Linked DNA regions of Triticum aestivum: region 2 is linked to region 1. A link is a contact called in public HiCAR-type data. All regions are on one chromosome and are shown on one strand. Each heading gives the region's core, a stretch centred on a gene start, on an enhancer-like site or on the middle of the called end of the contact. The rest is flanking DNA. Distances are from core to core; before and after follow the strand shown.

Region 1 (6,908 bases), core at 4,300-6,799:
TCTGCTTGTCGCTCTCGCCGCGGTTGATGGGTGCCGGAGTTCGTGACAGAGTGCGACAAACGTGTCAACACTTTGCCGGGAGCAGCCCAACCTGATGTGCGGCCGGCGGCCGCATGCCACACCTACTTCCCATCCCAATGCTCCCATGTGTGGCTGTGCGCACGGGCGGTTCGTGCAGGAGCACCTCGCCGCCAGAATCTCCTGTTCAGCTGTGCTCACGCTGCCCCGGCTCCACTGTGCACACCGGTTTCTCTCACACAGTGGAGGTGATGGATTAGTGGTGTAATTGTTCATTGTTTTGTTGGCATCCAGTTGGGCTAGTTCTGATTCCCAATTCCCCGTCTCCTTTTTTGACTCATCTGCAATTAGCATACCGTGATGATGGATCTGGATAGAGCAGAAAAGAAAGAGAGATAATGTAGGGAAGAAGATGGATATGACATGTGGGCCCATATAGTCAGTGAGAGAAGCGTGTGATCCCAGCTGGGATAGTCCTTTCCCCGGTTTGACAAACAAGTATTTAACATAAATCAACCAGGATAGACCGGGATTAAAGAGTACAGGGTGCCAATTTCAAGGATTTTGAGTTCATGGTTTGATTCAGACCTGGAGTATGAATTTAAGGTTTATTTTAGACTTTTCTCTTTTATTTTAGTCTACTCTTCTTCAATACTCAGACAAGTATCAATGTCATACGTTGTGTTTTATAGTGGTATCTACTAAATCTGAAAAGGATGGTGTCCAGACTCCATTTGTCTGTACAAGTTGACAGTGAAACCGATGCATCGTCGTCGTTGGAGCCTTTCTCAAAGTACTATCCAACATTCCAACCAGGTCGCTGTTCATCGTTCGAGAAATTGACGGGCGAAACCACATCCTGCAAGCTGTGGAAAGTACCCAGGTTGAGAAAATTCACTGCCTCCCATTTTCAGTTCGTACTTTTTTGGGGACGCAGTTCAGTTCGTACCCAGGTACTGTACTCCTAGGTTCGAACTCTGATCGATCTCGAGATACACGGATGCGGCGAGCTGCCGCGGGCGCAGCAGATCCGGGGCGTGTGCCGGCTGCGCAGGAGCACACGCCCGGGCACGTTCCCCACGCGCTCGGCGCGTGCCCGTCGTGCGCGAAAGGGGGCGGGCGTCCTCCGTGCACGGGCCTCGTGCCACCTCGGACACCGGACAGGCTCTTTCCTCATCCGCCTTCCCCGAAACGGACAAGCACGTAGGAGTGCTTGCTTCAACAGTAGTAGCAGCGATTTGCAGCTTTCTGATCTGTTTTCTTTCCAAGTACAACGCCCAGGAACCAGCGATACGTTTTCCTCTCCCTGACGGCGCCAGGAGAGGCTGATCTTCCACCGCCGTTCTTCGGCGGCCCCCCTCCGCCGGTGACCTCGGTCGTCGGTGGCGAGGGGCTGCCGGATTCATGCGTATGGATTAATTTTACTCCCTCGTAGTTTAGGTTTTTAGATTGTTCATTGTCTTTGCTTCGGTGGCAACGATGACGACGCTGAATAAATATTCTTTAGATTCTTCCTTGACAAGGCCATCGATCCTATGGTTGGGAATGGATTTGAAAACCAGTCTGTTCAAGTAAGGATGGCGTGACGGCGGCGGCATCCTCGTGGTGGACCTGTGTCCTCGGGCTCTGCCGTTGCGACGACGTTTGCTCCACCGTCGGCGCGGAGCTTGGGAGGTAGTCCAGGAGCAGATGCAGATTGTGGTCTGCATCGACGACATCTGTAAGACAGAACATATGCTGGACTCGCGGTTCATGGATGGCATGTATGGTTTCCTCCTTCGGCGTCTTAGTCGTGGTGGGGTGCCAGATCTGGAGTTCGATGACGTGTCCAGGGTGTTACCCTGTCAGATTCGTTCAACGGCAAGGGCTTCATTTTTGGTGAGCCACCTTGGAGGTCTGCAAAGCTGCATAACCTAGTACAAATAATTATACACTAGAGTTGAACTAACTCTATAACCTAATACAAATAATTTGAACTAGCGTAAAAGCTGCATAACCTAGTTCAAGATTAGTGTAAAACTATTTGAACTAGCGTGTAGAGCTAGTTCAAATTTAATGTAAAATTATTTGTACTAGGTTACAGAGCTCGAACTATTTTACACTAAATTATTTGACGAATCACCACTAGTTCAAGCTCGGGTGAGGTGGTGATTCGTCATTCTTTTCTTCAATGACTGCTGTGATGATGCCGGAGGTAGGTGATGAGCGTTGGTGTCAAGCTCAGAGAAGTTCTACTATGTTTTCAGTTTTGTCTTGTCGGTCTTTACGTAACTTATACTTTGTTTTTTATGATATGAATGAGACATGTATCACTATAAAAAAAATCGATTTTCTTTCCTTTTTGAGCTGTTTGCTTGAATAAAAATACATTTTGTTCTTTTTTGTTGATGTATATATAATAAACATATAATAAAAGGCAGAAATGATGTGCCTGGCTGCATAGTTGATTGAGCACCGCTACACGGACGACATCAAGCCGCAAAAAAAAGTATTACACCACAACAGCAGACTGTTGAATTAACGTCGTGCGAGTGTCGTCCCGCCGAACGTCGTGCGTGAAGTATTTCCGTAGTTAATTACCTCACGGTCAGCAGTCTCTGTGATTCCAGGAAAAAGAGTAGCATGTCTCTCTGTCACGGAGCTACCATCATGGCTTCAGATTTGACTGCGACATGCATCATGTGAGTCACCAGTAAATTACAAATTACTACCACATTTTAGATTTTTAGATTTGCTTGCCCCCGCGTCGTCCCGTCGGCCAAAGGCTAGCCCATGAGTAAGCGGCCATGGGGCGGTGCACCCCTTCATCTCCCCCATGTTTCCTCCTTCTCCTGATCTCCTCCCTTGACCCGAATCATGTGTTATTGTCGGTGTAGCGTTCCTGTCGCTCCTTCAAGGTTCTGCCGCCTCAAGGTGAGTGCGCCCCTGCCTGGAGGGTCGCCACTGTACGGGGTCGAGGCGTAGCCCATGGGTGGAGGGTAACGAGTCCATTTTTTGCGTAAAAATACGTCTTTTTTTGGGTGTTAGGTTTTTCACGATTTAACCGCGTTCCCGTACCCTTCTATCTATTTTCGTCGGGATTTCATCAACGGAGGTATTTTGTGGCACAAGGAAAGAATCCCAAGGATATGGTGTCAAAATCATGTTAATTGGGACGATAAAAGACTGCCGTAAAAAGAAAGAACGAAAATAGAGAAGAAAAATGCAACAAAAGGGTTCGTAGCGATCGACGGTGTTTGGTATAATCACGCACACTCGTACTGCCGGTCGTACATATTGTCATTGTCACCCCTGTTCCAATACTTCTACCCACACGATCGTATCGAGGATCGGACGTCTACAGACTACAGCCATCAAAAACTACTCCAGAACAAAGAACCCTGGCCTCCGGAAGAAATCCAAAGGGGAGTCGATAGAAGGGCTTCACTGCGGCATCATCATCATTCGTCTACACCATCACCATCCAATCTCCATCTCTTTGTAATACAATAGCCCTCGTGGATCCTTAGATTTAGTAAGGGTTAAATATAGGTATCTGGGCTAATATGTAATGCATGAATATCGGCTGGGCCTTGAAGATCAAGGTTTGTAGCCTGAAGCAAATTTTCTCGTAGTTTTAAAAAAATATTCAACATGCATTCGAAAAATGTTTAACATAGATCTAACAAGTAGTATGTGAATAAATTATGCATCATGTATTTGTAAAATGTTCAATGTGTATAAAAAACCATATGTATGACAAAAATGTAAAAAAGTGTATTAAAAATATATACATGAGTTGAAAGAAGAAAAAGAAAAGGTCAAAGGAAGAAACCCAGTGAAGGAACACAAGAAAATCGGAAAACAAAAAAAATGAAAAACAAAAAAAATAGAAAAGCTGGTAAGAAAAACACACACAGAGAAGAAACCAAGCCGAAGTGTAACTGGGGGCGGTCCACTCCCTTGCGTCGTGAGGCGAGACTGAGTTACAACTCGCAACGTGTGAGAAAATAAGGGTAGTGCTATGGGCATGTTTGGTTTCGTGCCGGAAGCCATGTATTTGGATGGACGCCAACTATTTGGTTCGCGTCTAGTCTGCAGTTCATTTTCACGCCAATACTTGGCTGAGACGTGAGCGAGCAAAACGTTCGCCAAGTTTTTGGCGTGCCCACGAGTTGGCAGGCTGGCATGGGCATAATCCAAACAACCCCTATGTCTCTCTTGCCACGAGTTGAAAGAAAGCACTCTCTTCAAGCGCACAATACATGGGCTCCGCCCACCCAACAAATATCACAGCTCGGTCCCTCGCGGCTCGCCCTCGATTGCATAGGTAAATCGTGGCTTTTGTCGTTCTTCTTTTTTGTCCATCTTTTAGAAAATATTCTGAATGCACGGATTTCAGAAAATTATATTTACTTAAAGACATTTCAAACTGCAAATTTGAAAATGTTAACATAATAATAATAAAACTGTTAGCGCGATTGTAAAAAATGTGATACGCTTCAAAAAATGTTTTTGACAATAAAAAATGTTCCTGCTATTTTTAAAAATGCTTACAAAATGCAAAAAATGTTTGCATAGTATACAAAAAAAATGTATAATGTGTATGAATAAAATGTTAAGCATGTATAGAAAATTTAAACGTGTACAAAAATGTTTAATATCTATGCACAATGCCTCATATGTATAAAAATGTAGACATCATATATGAAACAATGTTAATCACATATTTGTAAAATGTTAAGCATGTGTAAGGAAACAATTCTTATGTATACAAAAAATGTAGAATTTGTATGGGAAAAATAGACATCAAAACATATATTTGCCAAAATGTAAACTATGTATTCAAACAAGTCTTCAAAATATATACTTTTAAAATATACATCTTATTTTCAAAAAAAGTGCAACATGTATCAACAAAAAATTTCATGTATACACTAATAGTTTACACTGTGTATTGAAAAAATGGACATGTGTTGAACGAAAAAGTGACCAATAAAAATAGATAAATAAACAAAGAGAAATGGAGAAACCTTTAAAAAAGAATGAAAACAATGAAAACTGAGAAAGTAATAAAAACAAAGAAAACCAAAAAATGAAATAAAACCTGAAGATAAATGAAGCAAAAAAAAACCCAGCACAACCAAGAAAGAAACAGAGGAACCGAAGAAATCGTACGGAAAAACTCAGTGAAACTGAGAAAGAAATAAAAAACCCGGTTAAGAAGTAAGTCTGAAAAATAAATAAACCATGAAGAAACAAAGAGAACCGAAAGAAAAACGGACCAACTCAATGAACAGCAGTGCGGTCAGAAGCCAGCGAACAAAAAAAGAACACCAATGCGGGCCGGCTAAGCAATGACGGGAGAGACGAGCTTCCATCTCGCGTTGAGCGAGATACAGCTCTGACTAGAAAATTAGCTCTGGCGACGCTGTTTGCCTTTGACCCGACAACACGCTACCAACCAGCCAAGGCCCATTAACAGCCCACATGTGGCTGTTCCCCGATTTTGCGGTGGGACAAATTATAATGGCTGCTCCCAACCGGACCTGTTTCTTTTTGTTGGCAAATTTCCTCCGAGCCTGTCTCGTCTCCTCTCTTCCCCTTCCTACCCCGAGGGTCCTGACCTACATCTCTAACGCCGGCCGTACCTCCGCCTCACCGCCGACGCCCTCGATTGTCCCCCCTCCCAACCCCCGCCGCCGTCTCCGTTCCCGTTCCTCCTCGTCGCGTCCCTGCTGTCTCCGCCCCGTCCGCGATTTTGAGCATTGGGGGGTTTTCAGGTATGATCTTGTTTTTGCCCAGTGATTCGTTGAAACCCCACCCGACTTCCACAATCTATGGGTGCGTCGCTCGCACCCGCGCACCATCTAGACCCGCCTCTAGTTGGGTCTCTCAAAATTTTGATTGCGAATTTTTCCAAGAGTCGTGACGGTAGTTTTCTAGTGTCGTGGGGAACAACGGGGCATTGCATGCTATCTTGCCTGTTTTGATAAAAAAAAAACTGGCGTCGAACCGTCATGTTCATCTTCGCTGGAATAATTTATGCTTGTACCAAATAACTCTGATGCCCAGTCACTCAAATAGTATGTGCTCCCTCCATCATTTATATAGGGCCCAATTTGCAAATCTCCGGTGCCAAGGCACTCTAGGAAAGCTGGAGAAAATTTAGGGATTCGTCCGTTGTCAAAGTGTCCGTTAATCGCTGGTTGAATTTGCAAATCTCCGAGACCGATGCACTCTAGGAAAGCTGGAGAAAATTTAGGGATTTGTCAGTTATCAAAACATCCACTAATTGCGCTAATCCCTTCATGGAGTTTTCTTGCTTGTGCTAACCACAAGGTAGATGACCAGTTCTCTTAAGGATATGCTTAAAATTTTGTCATTACCTTTTTCTTTATCAATCTGCCAAGATCTGTTGTTTATGTGGTTTATTTTCTGTGTTGCTTTCTGGATTGCATGATGTTGCGTCAATTAACTCAAAACTGTTGAACTTGCATATCAATTACGTATTAATTAATAGTCACATATTGCCGTTTTCCAATGGTTGAGCTAATGTAATCTGGAACTGATGCTGATAATTATGATAAAACATTCTCAGGAAGTAATTTGAATTGCCTGATGTGCTTTCCTTTTTTGCTTACTCAAACAGCAGTCTTTGCTAAAGAAAATGCTTGGGCTTGCCATTTTTGTTTGGATATGTTTGTTTCAGAATCCATCCCGGAGTTGTTCTTAATAGTTCAGCTGATAGGGAGAGTTCGAACAGCGAGGCAAAATATATTAGTCATGAAATGAGGGGATTATTATCAAATTATTCACTGGACTCTAGATAATTCAACAAGTTAATGAGTTATGTGACTAAAAAGGGAGATCTCAGTCCTCATTGACCTCATAAGAGCTTCACCTGTGGC
Region 2 (6,935 bases), core at 2,126-4,625, 260 kb before region 1:
AATTTTAAATATATATTACAATTCAAAATATTATTTAATTATACAATCATTTCAATAATTATATGCACATTTGCATATTTCAATATTATTATATTTACAAATATTCATAATTTAAGATTTAAACTATCGACATGAATATTCAATCTTGTCTAATATTTAAATTATATTTTTTCAATATAAGGTATGTGTACAAATTATACCCAGATGAATATTCATAAATATTTTTAATATAAGGCATGTGTACTTTTTCTATTAAAGAAAAAATGGTTAAAATATGCAAGCATACAAGGATGAAATGTATATGTGTGTGCAATTCAAGATGAAATACCTTGAAATGTGACATGTACAAAAAAAATCATGGACTTCGAGGACGTAAAGTATCATGTGTTGAAAAGCCCCTGGGTTTTTTTTTCCACAGCCCTCATTACAATGTATTTGTTCCGAAATTTTACACACATGTGCATTCTGCCTCCATATATATCGACATTTTTTTCTGAATTTTTTAAAACGTAATTTTTTTTTTTGATGAATTTTGCAAATGGAGGTCTCCATGGAGCTCGACCTCCAAAAGCTATCTATATAAGTCATTCCAACAGAAGGGTGAAGTATACCTTTTGTGTTAGCCATCGGTAAAAAATGCCACATCCATAGGGGTTTTTGTGAGGAAGAAGAAAATCCAACGAGTTTGTCCAAAAACTGAGGCCACACAATCCTTCTCCCGGTCCTGTGGCTGACAGCCGGCCTCATGGGCCTGGTCAGTGCAGATTTTTTGTATACAAACACGGTAAGCAAAGTATTTGCATGTCCAGCCAAGTTTTACCACTGCGATGTATACCGGAACTTTTAACACCAAAGTAACCATTTCTCCCATTATGTATACCGCAACTTTTAACACCAAAATAACCATTTGCCCTATTAGTGTAATTTAGTTTTTTTAAAAAAAACTAATAGGTGCCTAACGAAGGGTAAATGATATTAGGCGTCGGTTGGAAAATGCCAAATACTCGTGAAACTGATGGAGGATGTACGAATCATTACTCAGGTTTGTCTCGGTAGGCATATTGTTTTGCAAAGTACAAGAACACGACCACCTCTAAAGTGCCGAGGCCGGCCAGGATCCAATAGAAGTAATCGAGGTGCGCACGGTTGAGGTTGTCGGAGAACCAGCTCTCTCCCCCGCCCCTCGTCGTGGCCCAGTCGATCGCCCACACGAGCATGCCGCTAGCGTAGCTCCCCATGCCGAAGATGCTCAGGGACAGTGCCAGCCCCACGCTGCGGAGCGCGTCCGGCACCTGGTCGTAGAAGAACTCCTCCAGTCCGATGTAGCTGAACACCTCCGCGAGGCCGATAAGGACGTACTGCGGTACCAGCCAGCATAGGCTCATCGGCACCGCCACGTCCGGCAGGTCGAGCAGGCCCGCGTCCTTGGCCACACGGAGGCGCTTGGCTTCCACGAGCGCTGCGACGACCATGGTGATGCAGGCCGTGACCATCCCGGCGCCGATGCGCTGGAGCATGGTGATTCCACCGGGGTGCCCGGTGAGGCGCCTCACGAACGGTACAATTGCACGGTCGTAGACAGGGACCATGGCGATGAATGTGAAGCTGATGCAGCGCCGCAGCGCCGCGGGCGGCACGACGAGGCCCGTGGCCCCGCCTAGACGCCGGTCCATCGTGCTGCCCTGCTTGGTGAATAGGGTGGTGATCTGCGAGATGCACGCGGCAAACACTAAGCTTGACAGCCAGATAGGAAGCAGCTTAACGAGGAACCCGTCCTGATTTGTCTCCAAAAGCCTGCACAAGTAGACACAGCCGTCAGTGCTCACTGTGATGCCATCTGCCAGTCAACAGGTCAATTTGCACTCGCACGCGCTCACCGTTGGGTGTCAATGGTGGCATCACGTCGAGAAAAGACGAACTTCTCGGCGAGCCGCCCGAAGGAACTGCCGTCCACGGGCCGCTCTACCCGGTACGTCCGCTTGCCAAGCAAGAAGACAACGAGGTACACCACCATGATGGCCCAGCACGCGGCGAACCCTACCGTCCAGCCGACGTTCTCTTCGACATAGGTGACCGCGGTCGCCGCGATGGCGTAGCCCCACGAGATGGAGAAGTGGAACCAGTTGAAGTAGGAGCTCCGGGACGCGCCCGCACGGGAATCGAACTGGTCCGCGCCCATGGCTTCTGAGCACGGCTTGTGGAAGCCCTGCGCGAGGGCCAGCAGGTAGAGCGCGGTGTAGAAGAAGCCGAGCTGAGCAGGTGATGATGATGTCGAAGGCGGCGGCGAGCAGGTGGTGGCTGTGCCATGGCAGTCGGCCGGACGAAGTTGTCGCGTTTGCAGCATGGATGAGACGGTCAGCATTCCCAGGCTCTGCTCATCATCAGACACCAACATTAGTAACGCGATGTCAAATATGGACGCGAAAACGTTACAAGCGAGTGTACAAACTGCAACAACTTCAAAGCAAAACATCTCTAGCCGGTCCTTTAAAAACTTTTAACTTGTCAAAAATTTCTATTTTGAGGAGTTAACCATGTCTAGCAGAACCCTCAAACGGACTTGGGTGATTCACAGATGGGGCCATCTCGACATCGCCCTACGTGCGTGCTGCTGCGTGTGTGCTGCTGTTGCTGCTGCGTGTGCGCGCGAATTGCGTGTTGCTAGAACTTAAACTGCACGGCTTGATTACTTTCCTCGTCTCATTTCTTCTCTCAGCGGGCATTGCTTGACTACTACTAGCACTATTTTATTGGTCTCAGCGTGACTAGCTGCCTCATCACATGGATGGCTCCGTCCCCTTCCCATCGCAAGAGGTCTGGATGGCAATGGAATCAAGGCACGTCGTGGGTATGAATATGATGCTTGGAACAGAGGAGGGAGCGGAGTTCTACTACTGACCAGCAGGTAGAGCGCGCCGGCGAGCAAGACCGCCCGGTAGCGCCCCAGGCGCGAGTCGGCGGCGAGCGCGCCGACGAGCGGCAGCACCAGCACGGTCCCGGACCAGGCGTTCGCGGCGGCGGCGCCGGCCGCGGTAGACATGCCCAGCGGGCCGGTGAGGTACGTGATCAGGTTGCCCTCCACGCCGTTGAACCCGATGCGCTCCAAGAAGCCGACGACTGCACGCACGGAGCAGACATGGCAGTTCAGACTTCACGTATATATCATCCATGGCAAGTCAACGCGGGGAATGATCGGCGAGATTACCGACGATGAAGCGCGCGGCGCGCCAGCCGCCGCGGCCGTCGCGACGTGGGACTGAACGTGAGAGTGGCCCGCCTGACTCCATCCTTCGTGCCTTGGCTACCGGCCGGAGGTGGTGCCGGTGCGTGATCTACTCAGTTTGTTCCGTCTGCGGGGCGTCCTGCCTAGATATTACAGCGGCCCATCGTAGTACTACTATTTATTAGCACCATGTGGCTCGCGTGATTAAGATGGGGCCTGTCTAAATCAAACCAGTAACTATTTTTGTATTATTAGAATGAAGTACAGATCAAGAAATGTTCCGCCAAGTGAAGCATGAGATGCAGACCGATTGTTTCTTCCGGGATGAGACGCATTTCTACGTTACAAGCTCGCGTTTGTCAGTGTAGTCGTATCTCCTGGAGAAATACAAAAAAACGAGCACCTCCAGAGCGGCGACCCCGGCCAGAACCCAGTAGAAATAGTCGAGGTGCGCGCGGTTGAGGTTGTCCGAGAACCAGCTCTCCCCGGTGCGCCTCGTCGCCCAGTCGATCGCCGAGACGAGCATGCCGCTGGCGTAGTTCCCCACGCCCATGATGCTCATGCAGAGCGCGAGCCCCACGCTCCGGAGCGCGTCGGGCACCTGGTCGTAGAAGAACTCCTCCAGGCCCACCATGGTGAACACGTTGGCGAGGCCCAGCAGCACGTACTGCGGCACCATCCACCACAGGCTCATCGGCACCGCCATCCCCGGACTGTCGACCAGGCCGGCGTCCCTCGCCGCGCGGAGGCGCGCGGCTTCCACGAGCGCTGCCACGGCCATGGCGACGGACGCGATGGCCATGCCGGCGCCGATGCGCTGGAGCATGGTGATCCCGGAGGGGTGCTTGGTGACGCGCCGAGCGAGGGGCACGAAGGCGCGGTCGTAGATGGGGACGGAGGCGATGATGGCGAGGCCGACGAAGCTCTGCAGCGCCGCCGGGGGCACGACTAGGCCTGTGGCCGCGCCGATGCGCCGGTCCATGGTGCTGCCCTGCTTGGTGAACAGAGTGGACACCTGCACGACCACCATTGCGTACACGACGCTGGTCATCCATATCGGAAGCAGCTTCACCATGACCCCCTTGCCTTCCTGCTCTTTTGGCCTCAGTAAACTGCACCGGCATAAACGTAGGTTAATTACGGTAATGGCACCTGCAGCGTGGCATCATATAATAAATGGACATCGAACTTACCATTCACCGTCCATGGCGCCGTCGCTGCGGCGAAAGACCATGTCCGTCCATGTACGCGCCGTGGCAGCCAACGTTTTCGTGAGCCGCGCGAGAGCACGGCGGTCGCGCGGCTGCTCCGTGACACGGTACGTGCCCGTGCCGAGCAAGAACATGGACAGGGACACGAGCATCATGGCCCAGCACACGCCGAACCCGGCGGCCCAGCCGACGTTGTCCTGCACGTAGCTCAGCGCGACGACGGCGACGATGAAGCCCCACGACATGGAGAAGTGGAGCCAGTTGAAGAAAGAGCTCCGGGACGCGATGCTGTCCGGGGAGCTCCGGGGGAACTGGTCCGCGCCTAGGGCCTGCGCGTTGGGCTTGTGGAAGCCCTGCGCCAGCGCCACCACGTAGATCGTGGCGTAGAAGAACGCCGCGCGGGGAGGGGATGCCGCTGGTTGAGGTTGACGTGGTGGCACCATGGATGAGACCGTCAGCATCCCAAAGCTCTGTCCATAACGTAGTTTATACTGTTTTGAGCTGCTGGTATGTACAATTATTCACTGAACTGTGCTGAACTGAATAACTAGGTTCAGACAATGTCGATTTCAGGACAAGCGTATGCTTTTGTCATTTTAGGCCTAAAATGTTAGGAACAGATCCAATCTCGTCATATAAAGATGCCACCATGATCCTAAATTCCTTGTGTAAAGAATTAAAGATCCAATTCGACAACACAAATGATTAACATCACAGTCGCGCATAAAAGCGACGTAGCAGTGATGTCACACGCACTGAAAATTAAGAAAACGATGGTAAACCTACCGTTTCAACCTATAATATTTCAGAAATGAAACAGACGGCAAATGGACGATCGTGGAGGGAGCTAAAAAACAGACAAAACGTCAAAAAACTGAGAGCGGGTTCACCAACCAACCACGAGGTAGAGGACGCCGGCGGCCACGATGGCCCGGTACCGGCCGATCCAGGAGTCGGCGGCGAGCGCGCCGAGCAGCGGCAGCATCGACGCGGTGCCGGCCCAGGCGTTCACGCCGGCCGCGGCCGACGCGGTGGACAGACCCAGCGGGCCGGTGAGGTACGTGATCAGGTTGCCCTGCACGCCGTAGAAGCCGACGCGCTCCACGAACTCCACCACTGCAGGGCCATGGCGCGGGGGAACAGCTAGCTGTGGTCATTGTTGGAGTTTGACTGCTTGAGAGTTGAATATAATTCAGACGGAGGAGTACCTATCAGGAAGAGTGCGGCTGGCCATCCGCCGCGGCCGCCGGATTTGCCGTTGGTTGACGGCTCACCCGGAGGCAGGAGCGCGCCGGAGTCCATTCCTTCCCCGTCTGAGAGGGAATTTTGCGAAGTGCTACGTTCGGCAGGCCTTAAACACACTCCTGCCGGCCAATGGAAACGTTAACAGAGCTGCTGCTTGCATCATGTATTAGCATTATTAGTTTTTCTTTCTTTTGGGATATAAGTGTACTCACTAGTAGGCCTTCAGTACTCACCAGTACTACCAGTTAGACTTTTACTTTCCTAAAACCAAAGAATCTATCCTTTATTTTTAATTTCGCAGAATAATGGACGAGGTTCTTTTGTCCGAGACAATTTTCTAATGGACGAGGTTTTTTTTTAGAAACATCTGTAACTTTATTCATACTCATAACAATTACAAATACATTAATTTGGACCTAACATCCAAAAAAATACAAAGTAACTCTTATGACTAAGAATTACAATAAAATCTCTTGAAAACACCTTCGTGGTATCAATCTCTTCTCGAAGAAATACTCCAAAGACTTCAGTAACAAAGCTGTAATTGGATTGGAGCAACGATGATGTCACTTTTTCACTCGCACGAACATTACTAATAATGGTTTTTAAAAGCGCCATGAGTCGTCCATCCAAAAAGACGGGAAGCCTTTATCGATGAACGTACTTGGACGGGGGATGACCCCCTACAAGTGCAGACCGTCGAATCACTACATCTTCACCATGGTGTCGATGCAAGATTTCATCTCCACGAAGAACCAGACCAACAAAAAAAGTTTGACACAACAATATAAACTCATCAAATCCGGCTAATCAGATATGCGAGGACATAAAACTCTTTAACCTCATGACACTGCCAAAAGGATGATAGCAAATTTACTCTCGCAAAACTATAATGATCACTAGACGTTGGCAAAGAACATAAAGATCCTGAAGATCTGAGGTCCCCCCCCCCCCACCTCTCAGCGTCAAGATGACAACCGTAAGCGAGGAGACCTAAATTTCTCAGATGATGGCGACGACAACGGCATGAGAAAACCCTAGCAGATGAACTGACGGTCGGAGGCGAGGGGACCTAAATTTCTCAGAAGATGACGACGACGGCGGCACGAGAAAATCCTAGCATATGAACGTGACGGTCATCCAACCAACTTTTTAGTGGACGGGGTGAGCTCTAGGGTTTTGTCCATGCCCGGGAACACCACGAGCCGTTTTTTCTTCTGGGATCGGCTATATGTCTTTTTTTTTGCGAGGGGACC

What was found. HiCAR-type assays count read pairs that join an accessible place to other places.
Region 2: a HiCAR-type map of leaf shows a contact between it and region 1, with 4 times the contacts expected there. The contact joins the promoter of LOC123058851 here to the promoter of LOC123062747 in region 1. A contact is called at or near these places in 2 of 5 Hi-C or Micro-C datasets (leaf and an unstated tissue) and 1 of 1 datasets of contacts at active chromatin or transcription factors (leaf).

The regions. Positions count from the first base shown.
Region 1 is chr3A:632,311,348-632,318,255 of IWGSC CS RefSeq v2.1, reverse strand. LOC123062747 reads left to right here and starts at 5,549. Exons shown (of 2, transcript XM_044486396.1): 1 at 5,549-5,780.
Region 2 is chr3A:632,572,627-632,579,561 of IWGSC CS RefSeq v2.1, reverse strand. LOC123058851 (protein NRT1/ PTR FAMILY 5.10) reads right to left here and starts at 3,375. Exons shown (of 4, transcript XM_044481531.1): 1 at 3,206-3,375; 2 at 2,900-3,117; 3 at 1,878-2,371; 4 at 1,024-1,794. The coding sequence starts at 3,287. The coding sequence ends at 1,035. LOC123057051 (protein NRT1/ PTR FAMILY 5.10) reads right to left here. Exons shown (of 7, transcript XM_044480221.1): 5 at 5,333-5,581; 6 at 4,417-4,904; 7 at 3,493-4,335. The coding sequence ends at 3,561.